2 separate regions of the Mus musculus genome follow, and region 2 is linked to region 1. Evidence: chromatin contacts called from public HiChIP or PLAC-seq data. All regions are on one chromosome and are shown on one strand. The core of a region is the stretch at or near the end of the contact, and the rest is flanking DNA. Distances in the headings are between cores, read along the strand shown.

Region 1 (4,635 bases), core at 1,542-4,041:
AGACTACATCTATGATAGTCTCATGGTTTATAATGGGTTGACTACTGGGCCTCCTGATGACATCATAGCAGTCACCAAGTTGACCTGCAACTCTTCACTCGTGTGCTATGATAACATGCATAATTATTCCTGCAAATAAATGTACTCTGCTGTCACTTGTATAAAAAGGTAGCATAGCAGGGACACTCATACACAAGGGATATTATATTATGATAAGACTAAGCAACTGTGTTATGTGTTATTAATATATATATATATATATATGTGTGTGTGTGTATATATATATATATTACACTATCATACTATACACAGCGTATATATATATATTACATTACATATATATGTGTGTGTATATATATATATATATATATATATATATATATATATATATATTACATTATCATACTATACACAGCTTGTAGAGTACCTGGGATCTTGTTGGAAATGCAAATTCTCAGACTTACTCAATCAGAACCTGTGGGCAGGAGGCCTAGGGAATCTGTCTCAGCAAGTCCTGCAGAGGGTTCTGGTGAGCAAGGAAGTTGAAGAAGATGGTCTTGTGGCAAGTTTTAAAAGGAAGTATCTAAAGGTTAGAATGAAGGGCTAGCGAGAGGGCCCAGCAAGGGAAGGGACCTTCTGAAGGACCTAATGGCCTGAGGTCAGGATAGATGGATAGATAGATAGATAAATAGAGATAGAGATAATTCACTATCACTTTATATATATATATATAATACACTATCATTTTTGTTTTAAGAGAGTTTTATTTTTTTAATTGTACTGTAAAAGAGCATAGCATATTATAGCGGAAGTAGCTTCAAACCTCTTGTCTTTACCTGGTCTCTTTATAGAGTATTTTTTCTTCAGTTTCATTTCCCCTAAGGTTGATCATCTACTGGTTGATTAGCCTATTGTAAATAGGCTATACTGCACTTCTGCATACACACACACACACACACAGACACACATGTCCCACTCCCATGTACCCAGTGTGTATGTGTGTAGTGTGTGTGTGTATGCAGTGGTATGGTGTGAGTGCATGCTATGTGTGTGCACAGTGTAGTGTATATGTGCCCACAAACATCCACATACACACGCATGAGCTTGGACGCACATAAGTAGCATGCTGTGCACATAGAAGTCACAGAACAACTTCCAGAGTCAGTCCTCCCTTACCATCTGGGTCCTAGGCACTGACCTCAGGCCGTTAGGTCCTTCAGAAGGTCCCTTCCCTTGCTGGGCCCTCTCGCTAGCCCTTCATTCTAACCTTTAGATACTTCCTTTTAAAACTTGCCACAAGACCATCTTCTTCAACTTCCTTGCTCACCAGAACCCTCTGCAGGACTTGCTGAGACAGATTCCCTAGGCCTCCTGCCCACAGGTTCTGATTGAGTAAGTCTGAGAATTTGCATTTCCAACAAGATCCCAGGTACTCTACAAGCTGGTCCTGGCATGGGACTTTGAGAAGGGCAGTTCATTGATAAAAGCCCACCAGGTTCTTTCTATAAAGGTCTTGTACCACAGAAGTCAAGAGTCCCCAAGGCCCTCAGCAGTGACTGACAACCAGTAAACACTGACCCTGAGAGCATCAGCAAGTCTGCACTGACAGGCCCTGTCATTTCACCTTCCTTCTTTAGGAGTGAAGTTCTTTAAAAGAAATCTCCATCCTGCATATGAGGGAAACAAGTGACAGTTGCCTTTTTGAGCCTTTACCACAAAGGACTTAGGAAAAGAAAGGTGTCTGGAGAGAGGGGTAACAGAAGGTAATATGGAGTGAGCATGGTCAAAGTACATTATATACAAGTATGAAGACTTCATAATGAAACCCATCGTTTTGAACAATTAATGTGTATCAATAAACAGATAATGGGGAATTTTTATTTAAAAACAAAACTTTCTTCCTCAAAATGTTTCAAATGTGTATGAAATGAAGTGCTTTCTATAACGGTGGAACAACCATGATTGCCCATAGCACTTTCGTTTGCCATGTAGACATGAGTAGGCACATATACGCCAGAGTTTTGCTTACAAAATTACAGATTAATAAACATTAAGGAAAAAACTCACAATTTTCTATATTCAAGGAAACCACTAATGGTAAACAGAAGCAGACTAAATCCTCAAATCTAAGAGGCCGGGATCATTTGCTTCTGTGAGGGAAATATGTACAATGCTGAAGATTTTCCATGTAAAAGGAACTAACATTTATTAATCCCTAGGGTGAGCCAAAGCATGGCACTGGGGATTTTTGATTGACCAGAGAGCAAGCCCTCTACTCTAGGTGGGTCTTAGGCAGACAGAACTCAGAACCAAGGTTAAAAAAAAGGTAGTCTAAGGTAAAAATTATTCAAATGTTCCTGCTTTGAAAGGAACAGCAAAAATACTCTGTCTTTCCTGAAGAAAAATGGGTAAGGGGGAACAGCTGCCCGGGAACTTGGGATGGGGGTGGGGGTGGGGTGCCAAGCAATGGAATCAGCGAAGAAGAAACTGTGTTATCACCTGTATCAAGCACGTATACTTGTGCCCTTTCTTGGGCAGTAAGAGGGCAGAACCAGCCAAGACACCTTTCTGGGAAGTAGAGGCAGAGCGGGACGGATGGCCTTCAGGATGCTTTATCACCAGAAGGGTTCCACTAGTCTGAATGTTCACAGGACAACGTCAAAGGCATGTCTAAATTATATGTGAATTCCCAGAGTTAAGAAGTCGGCTTGTGGGGGAGGGAACAGAGTCGGGATGGAGGGAGTGTTGCCTGAGTCAGAGGGTTTCAGACTTAATCCTGATAGTCACTCCCTAGCCGGTGACCTCAGGCAAATTACTTAATCTAACTCTGGTTTTGTCCTTATCTGTAAAAGGGGATAGTCATACCTACCTCAGAGAATTGTTGTGAGGATTAAAAGAGATAATGACTTGCTTGGCACCCAGTAGGAACGCAATTGTCCAGAAGCAGCTGGCAGCCCCATGCTCCCTCCGGCATAAAGCGAGTCCTCCTACCTTTCTACTTAAGTAGAAGCTTTGTCCGATGGGTTTTTGCTTTTCATTATCTGCTTTGTGTGGAGAAATGACTAGAGAGAAAAGTGTCTCCTCCAGCTCCCCCCCTCCAGCCCCCCCCCCGCCCCCGGCTGTTTACCTGCCAGCTCTGTTTCCCCTGCTCCCAACCTTTCAGGTCCTTTCCCCTGCAGCTCTGGGATGGGGGAGGAGGAGGTGGCGATGCAGCCCGGGGCAAGTCAGATACCCCCTCTCCAAAGCTCAGCCAGCTCTGCTCAGAGAAGCAGCCTTAATTAGTCATTTGCCTGGCGTAACTCAGCAAATCTCTGTTTGAAGTAGGAGGACCATGACTAGAGTTTGATTTCCCCATTTTCCATACGGTGTCCAAAAGGTAAAAGGGCGGATGCGCTCATAGGCTTCGGGTCTCCGATCTTTTTCCGACCTGCCTTTTCCGCATTTACGGAATTTAGGAGTAAATACCTCCTAGACACAGATGAATTCTGCGTGCCAGCTACCTGTTCAGTGTAGCAAATACTCAGCCAGCTACTGCATTAGGTTTTGGTTTAAAGCCACTCTAAATGATTTATTGTTTTTAAATTATTTACATGGCGTTATTCCTTCCTTGTAAAATGCAGAAGCGCTGTCAGGAGCAACATCGCAGCAAGGTTATGAATGGCAGTACAAGTAAATCAAGGTAATTAGGCTTCACGTTGAAAATACTGACAAGTTCTCCACCAGCCACCACTTCACCGGTGATAATAAAATTTGCATGATTTCCTGACATTATATTCACCACATATTTTCACGGCACGCTCACTGTAATTACCGAGGGCGTGATCTCACACTCCGAGCAAGCAAAACTCTCCCTGAACCCAGCAGGGACTATTACAGATGCTTAGAAATGAAACCACTGGAATTAAGGAGAGAGCTCCCTACATAGCTTTAGGGATCTGCGATGGATCAAACTGAATCTTGACAGCTAAGAAAAATGAGCAATATTCTCTCAACTACTCCTGAAGTAAGACCAGGTCAAATTATAATGAGACAGAGGTATCTCAAAGATAGGGGCTTCGGGTGCTGGGTTTTGTGACAATTGATGCCTGCAATTTGTTTTCTGGTTCTTTGATGTTAAAAGTAAATGTGATTTGTATCCCTGATTGAAAATCATATGTAAACATGGCTGTAAGTTTAAGTTTGAAAAGAAACATTCTCATTCATATATATATATATATATATGAATATGAGATATATATATATATATCTCAGAATGAACAAAAGGATTCAGTGCAATCAAAGGCTCATTGAAGGGTACACACAAGATGTAAGTAACTAAACGAGTGTCCACGATCCATTAGCAGCCTTTCATTTGGTCAAGCTCATCCTCAGGGTCTGAGCATCTCTTGTATGCCAACCATAGACTTTCTGTGTTCCAGTTCAGCTAACCGAATTGACATCTAATTCCTAGTGTGTGTCGTCGTCGTCCCCCCCCACCCCCGTCCCTGTCCTTTCTGAACCTTGCTTCAAAAGCCTCCCTTCCCATAACTGCCTCAATAGAAAAGAGGAAACTAATGTTTTGAATTGTATGTGTTATAGAGTCTCAAGGATAAGCATATTATAGAAATTCAAGCAGAAATGAATACCCGCTATATG
Region 2 (4,635 bases), core at 1,316-3,815, 36 kb before region 1:
ATCAGATAGGGGACTAATATCCAATATATATAAAGAACTCAAAAAGGTGGACTCCAGAAAATCAAATAACCCCATTAAAAAATGGGGCTCAGAGCTGAACAAAGAATTCTCACCTGAGGAATACCGAATGGCAGAGAAGCACCTGAAAAAATGTTGGGAATTGGTTCTAAGGCTTTGTCTTAATTCAGCTCCCAAAGTCGCACTTCCAGACCTGAGGGTCCCCGCCCCCAGCTAGCTTCCTTTGGTAACCAAGAATTGCCTTACAAGCCGGGGCGTGGTGGTGCACACCTTTAATCCCAGCACTAGGGAGGCAGAGGCAGGCGTATTTCTGAGTTCAAGGCCAGCCTGGTCTACAAAGTGAGTTCCAGGACAGCCAAAGCTATACAGAGAAACCCTGTCTCAAAAAAAACAAACCAAAACAAACAAACAAACAGAATTGCCTTACAGCTGGGCAGAAAGTCAGGGAAGGACTTTTAGATTGTGCAGGCAAGGGGCAGAGGGAGAGAGGAGGAAGAGGAAGGAATCCGAGATGGGGGAACAAGGAGAACAGACCTAAAGGCCTAGGGCCCTAAAGGCCCGAGGTACCATTTCCTGATTGGGTTTGTGGTCGAAGAGATGAAATATGGATTTAGCAAATATTAATTCAAGAATACGGGAGGGGAATGTATACTAGCCATGGTGACTTTTAGAAGTGCCAAACCATTGAGCTAGTCAAAGCATATCAAAATTAGCTGGCGTGTCGTTGCGTGTGTGTGTGTGTGTGTGTGTGTGTGTGTGTGTGTGTGTGTGTGTACTGGGGATTAAACCTAGGGCCTCAAGCAAACCAGCAAGCACTCTACTACCGAGCTATATCCTTAGCCCAAAATGTTCTCAGTATTGGAAAAAAAAATATTTTGAGTAAAACTTCATGTCGTTTATATCTGTAATTAATTTATCCATGACTGGAATCCATTATCTAGGGAAATCTTTAAATCATTTTAATATTTCTTTCACCCCTTACCTGAGAAAAGAAATTCAACTGGAATTTTTATTTTTCCGGTAGTCCGCAGGCAGCCACTAAAGAGAAGGACTGTGTTTAGTCAGAGGGGCAGATGACTGGAAAAGGATCTAAAACCCATAGCTTAGCAATTTTGCTGAAGCTTGTCAATCATTTCTCCACTCACTGAACTGGTTGGTTTTATTAGATGATGCTAACTTATAGAATAAAAGTTGTTAATTAGTTCAGCAAAGCTAATGTTACTCGCTGCCGTGGCAATGCAGTTGTTTTAGTGTTCTGTCGTTATTTAGTGAACACGGGAAACAGAGGATGGAGACGCACTACTTCCGTCCCGCCAACCACGCTCCTCAACCTCCGGAGCATCACTACTTCCGCATCACTACTTCCGCATCACTACTTCCGCATCACTACTTCCGGTCTACCAACCAAGTGCCAACCGCGCTCCTCATCCTCTGGCCGGTCAGATAATTAAGATGGACTCACCCTTTCTCTTCCTACCTCCCCTTCTTTCTACATAAGCTTCTTGCAACATCTATTGTAATTATCAATTCAGTGGCTTCATTTCAGATGCAAGGATTTAAAGCAACTTCTGTGGGTTTAAAATATTGGCTAAAAGCAGGAGAGACGGCTTAAGGAAAAGGTGCTTGCTGCCAAACTTGAGTTCATTCCCTGGACACCACAGAATACAAGTTCAGAACCGATTCCAAGTTGCCCACTGACTTTTTATGCATGTGTGCGTACACACAAATGGAACTTTAAGTTACCCATCTAATAAACGTAAAAGCTTGGTTGTTTGGTGATATCGCTGCTGTTGCTGTTAAAAATCATGTTTTGTAACTATTTTAACAGATAATTTCAAAAGGGACAAATTTTCTTCATTTAAGATTATTTTCATACAGTGGCACCTATTTAAAAAGGAGGGGTGTCTATATGATAAACTGCCTTGTGCACAGGAGAAATGAGGGGAGTTGGCCAAATTCAAGTCCTTCCCAGAGTTCTGTAGGGTTGATTCTCCCCCCCCCCCCCCGCCCCCAATGGTGCTTGCTCTGTTTGTCCTTAATATGGAGATGGACTCCTTTGAAAACCTGAGCCCAGGCTGTGAGACTTGCAGTTGGGAGTTAGGAGCTCGGAGCTTGAAGATCCCTCCAACTAAGTCTTCTCGAGCATCCGGGACCTCCCGCTGCCCTGCCCTCAGGTGCACACAGCAACGCGTCCTCCTGGTTTTATGCCTTGTTACTACTTTACAGCGACCAAGTCGGCCTCTGTGCAGCGCACCAGCGTTTGGAGGGCTGGGGACTCCTGCAGCCTGCAGAGAAGTCTCTCGAAGCCAGAGGCCTGCGGTGAGCGCCGTCACCGCCAGGGGGCGACCAAGCCCCGCCGCGGCCAGCAAGACGGACCCGCGCTTACCTCCAGGTAGTACAGGTCGACCGTAGTGATCTGAGAGTCCAGGAAGTCTTCATAGGTGTTGAACTGTGTGACAATGTTGTCCACGGCCGTCAGCCCCTCGTCCTGATCCATCGCGGCTACACCGACGCGTCCCTAGTAACCGGTGTGGGCGGGCCGGACGCGCGCCGGTTGCGGGGGCGGGGCAGAGGGCGCTGCGCTGGCCCTGCCCCAGCCGGATCCCTGGGCGGCTTCTAACCCCTGGGAGCGGTCAGCCCTGCAGGGCAAACCCAACTTTTTTGGTGTAAAAGCCTTAGCAAAGTCCGAAGGTGCCTGCTCAGTGTTTGCAGTAAGAACCTCGACAGAAGAGTATCCCGGAAATCTAGGGGAAATAGTCTTGCTGGGTGCTTCAAAATAGCACGTGATCAGTTGTATAAATTACAACTTAAAGGCAAGTTATGGTTGGTTACTTGTGTGCCAGGAACAATGTATAAACTTCCCAAACGAAGCAGCCTTAGTGATCTCCTTTGCTCCTGCCTTCTGCCTTTCAGTTCCTTTACTTTTTGTTATTTAAATTTCAATAAGTTGAAAATTACTTGAAAAATCTTGCCTCCTTGAACGTCCTTTAAAAAATTGGGTTGGGGGGGAGGGATCCTAATCATGGAATGATATATCCCATTGAGAAGCTGATATTGACTTGTGTTTCTATTTACTCATTTCTTTAAAATACTATAGTATAAAATTGAATCTGAAACATTTCTCATTAGAGCAGACTTGTACAACTGTTTCCACACCAGAAGCACAGATGCTTGCTGTTATGCCAAGGGACTTTACAATCATCTCAGCATTTGTAGAAATCAAATCAGATTCTGCAATGAATCTTTTCCATTTTTTGGGGGGGAGGGGGGCAAAGTAAAGCCAGGTCTATTTAAGACCCCAAGTTGCACAATAAGTTATAGCTTTATTTTAAAAACAGGCTACCAACAATTTATATTGTATAATTATCTAGAAAGCTATAGAAACTAAACTCCAAGCATAGAGGGGAAAAAATTTCATGTGGCCTAAAACATTATCACAAGTAGAGAGGAGAGGTCTCTGTACTGTCTGGTCCAAAAGAAACTTGAGGACAAGTGCCTTTTGTGTCTTTTAGCATTCTGAAGGGCAAGCTGGCCTCTAGGCATCTCATGTACCTGGTTTCAAGTCCAAGCTGACATTCAGGCTCCTCCTAGCTCCTCTCATATCAGCTTCTCAGTCCTACAGAACCCTGACCTTTCAGCCATGTGCTCTCTTACCACCCACCCCCTCTCTGTCCCAGAGGCATTATTCTGGGTGTGTTGAACACAACAGAAAGCTTAAAAAAAAAAAAAAAAGTTTCTGCCGCTGGGGTCCACAGGATATGAAACTTGCTTCCGTGTGGTGATTGATTTGAATTTACCACATACCAGCCCTGTTCTAAGTACCATACAATCTCCATTATTTCGTTTAATCACAACAACAAACTCACTAGAAAACCAGCATTGGTGTTATCCTCCATATGGAGACAGGATGAGTTTAAATGACTTGGCCAAAGTGTCGGGTGCAAAAAAGCAAACCCAAAAAATAACAATAGTCCTTTTCTCTCACAGGGGCATGTGGATGTAAAGATAGGTTATAAAGAGCTGTGTAAAACCAAATACAGAAGTTTGTTTATTAGAAAGAAAAATAAACGTGTGGTAAGGAACACGGATTGATACAAAGCCTAGAAACAGTAGGCGCATCTTCCAAACTGTGGAGGCAAGAAACGCAAGTTCTGTGTGGGATGGAGGGAGAGGTGGACAGTAGGGAGGGGCACAGGAAAGAGGATTGGAAGGAGGAAGCTGACTGAAGTTGAAAGGTGTAGTAAAAGAGATTTCAAACGAGACCAGCCGTGGACCCAAACAGGAGAAGCTGTGGTGGCCATGGCTTCAGAATGGAACTCACACTACTGCACGCTGCTCGTCTAGGGGGTGCTGGGCTGTGCTTACATGTGTTACCGCTGTTTCTGCCATCCTCCCACACCAAGGTTTTATCGTCCTCTTGAAATCATAAAACAGCTAAGGAATGTTGGAATTCCTGACCCTGTGGCACTCTGATATCAAGGACGATTTCTACCTTCATTGTTCTAGCATGATCCATTGCAGTTGTACGTTTTTTAGGGATGCTTCATTAAACTGACCACGCAGACAGAAACCGCACGGTCAGAAGCTCTTTGGTGAAATGATCTTGAAAGCATAGAA

The links. HiChIP or PLAC-seq counts read pairs in DNA pulled down with a chosen protein or histone mark.
Region 2: a contact with region 1 is called in an H3K27ac HiChIP or PLAC-seq map of epiblast stem cells. The contact joins the promoter of Cfap299 here to the enhancer-like site in region 1. A contact is called at or near these places in 1 of 15 datasets of contacts at CTCF or cohesin (CD8 T cells), 1 of 484 Hi-C or Micro-C datasets (the C2C12 cell line), 2 of 115 datasets of contacts at active chromatin or transcription factors (embryonic fibroblasts and epiblast stem cells) and 1 of 9 other capture datasets (adipose tissue).

What each region holds. Positions count from the first base shown.
Region 1 is chr5:98,291,792-98,296,426 of GRCm38.p6, reverse strand. No RefSeq gene overlaps it. Among named protein-coding and RNA genes, the nearest start is that of Cfap299, 35 kb to the left of the region's middle. Within about 2 kb of position 2,791, at least 16 of the 459 cell types and tissues checked have an H3K27ac peak or open chromatin away from gene starts, as enhancers often do. A contact at or near this core is called in epiblast stem cells, where this site is marked.
Region 2 is chr5:98,327,234-98,331,868 of GRCm38.p6, reverse strand. It overlaps Cfap299 (cilia and flagella associated protein 299), which reads right to left and starts at 2,565. Exons shown (of 6, transcript NM_001024614.1): 1 at 2,405-2,565. The coding sequence starts at 2,515.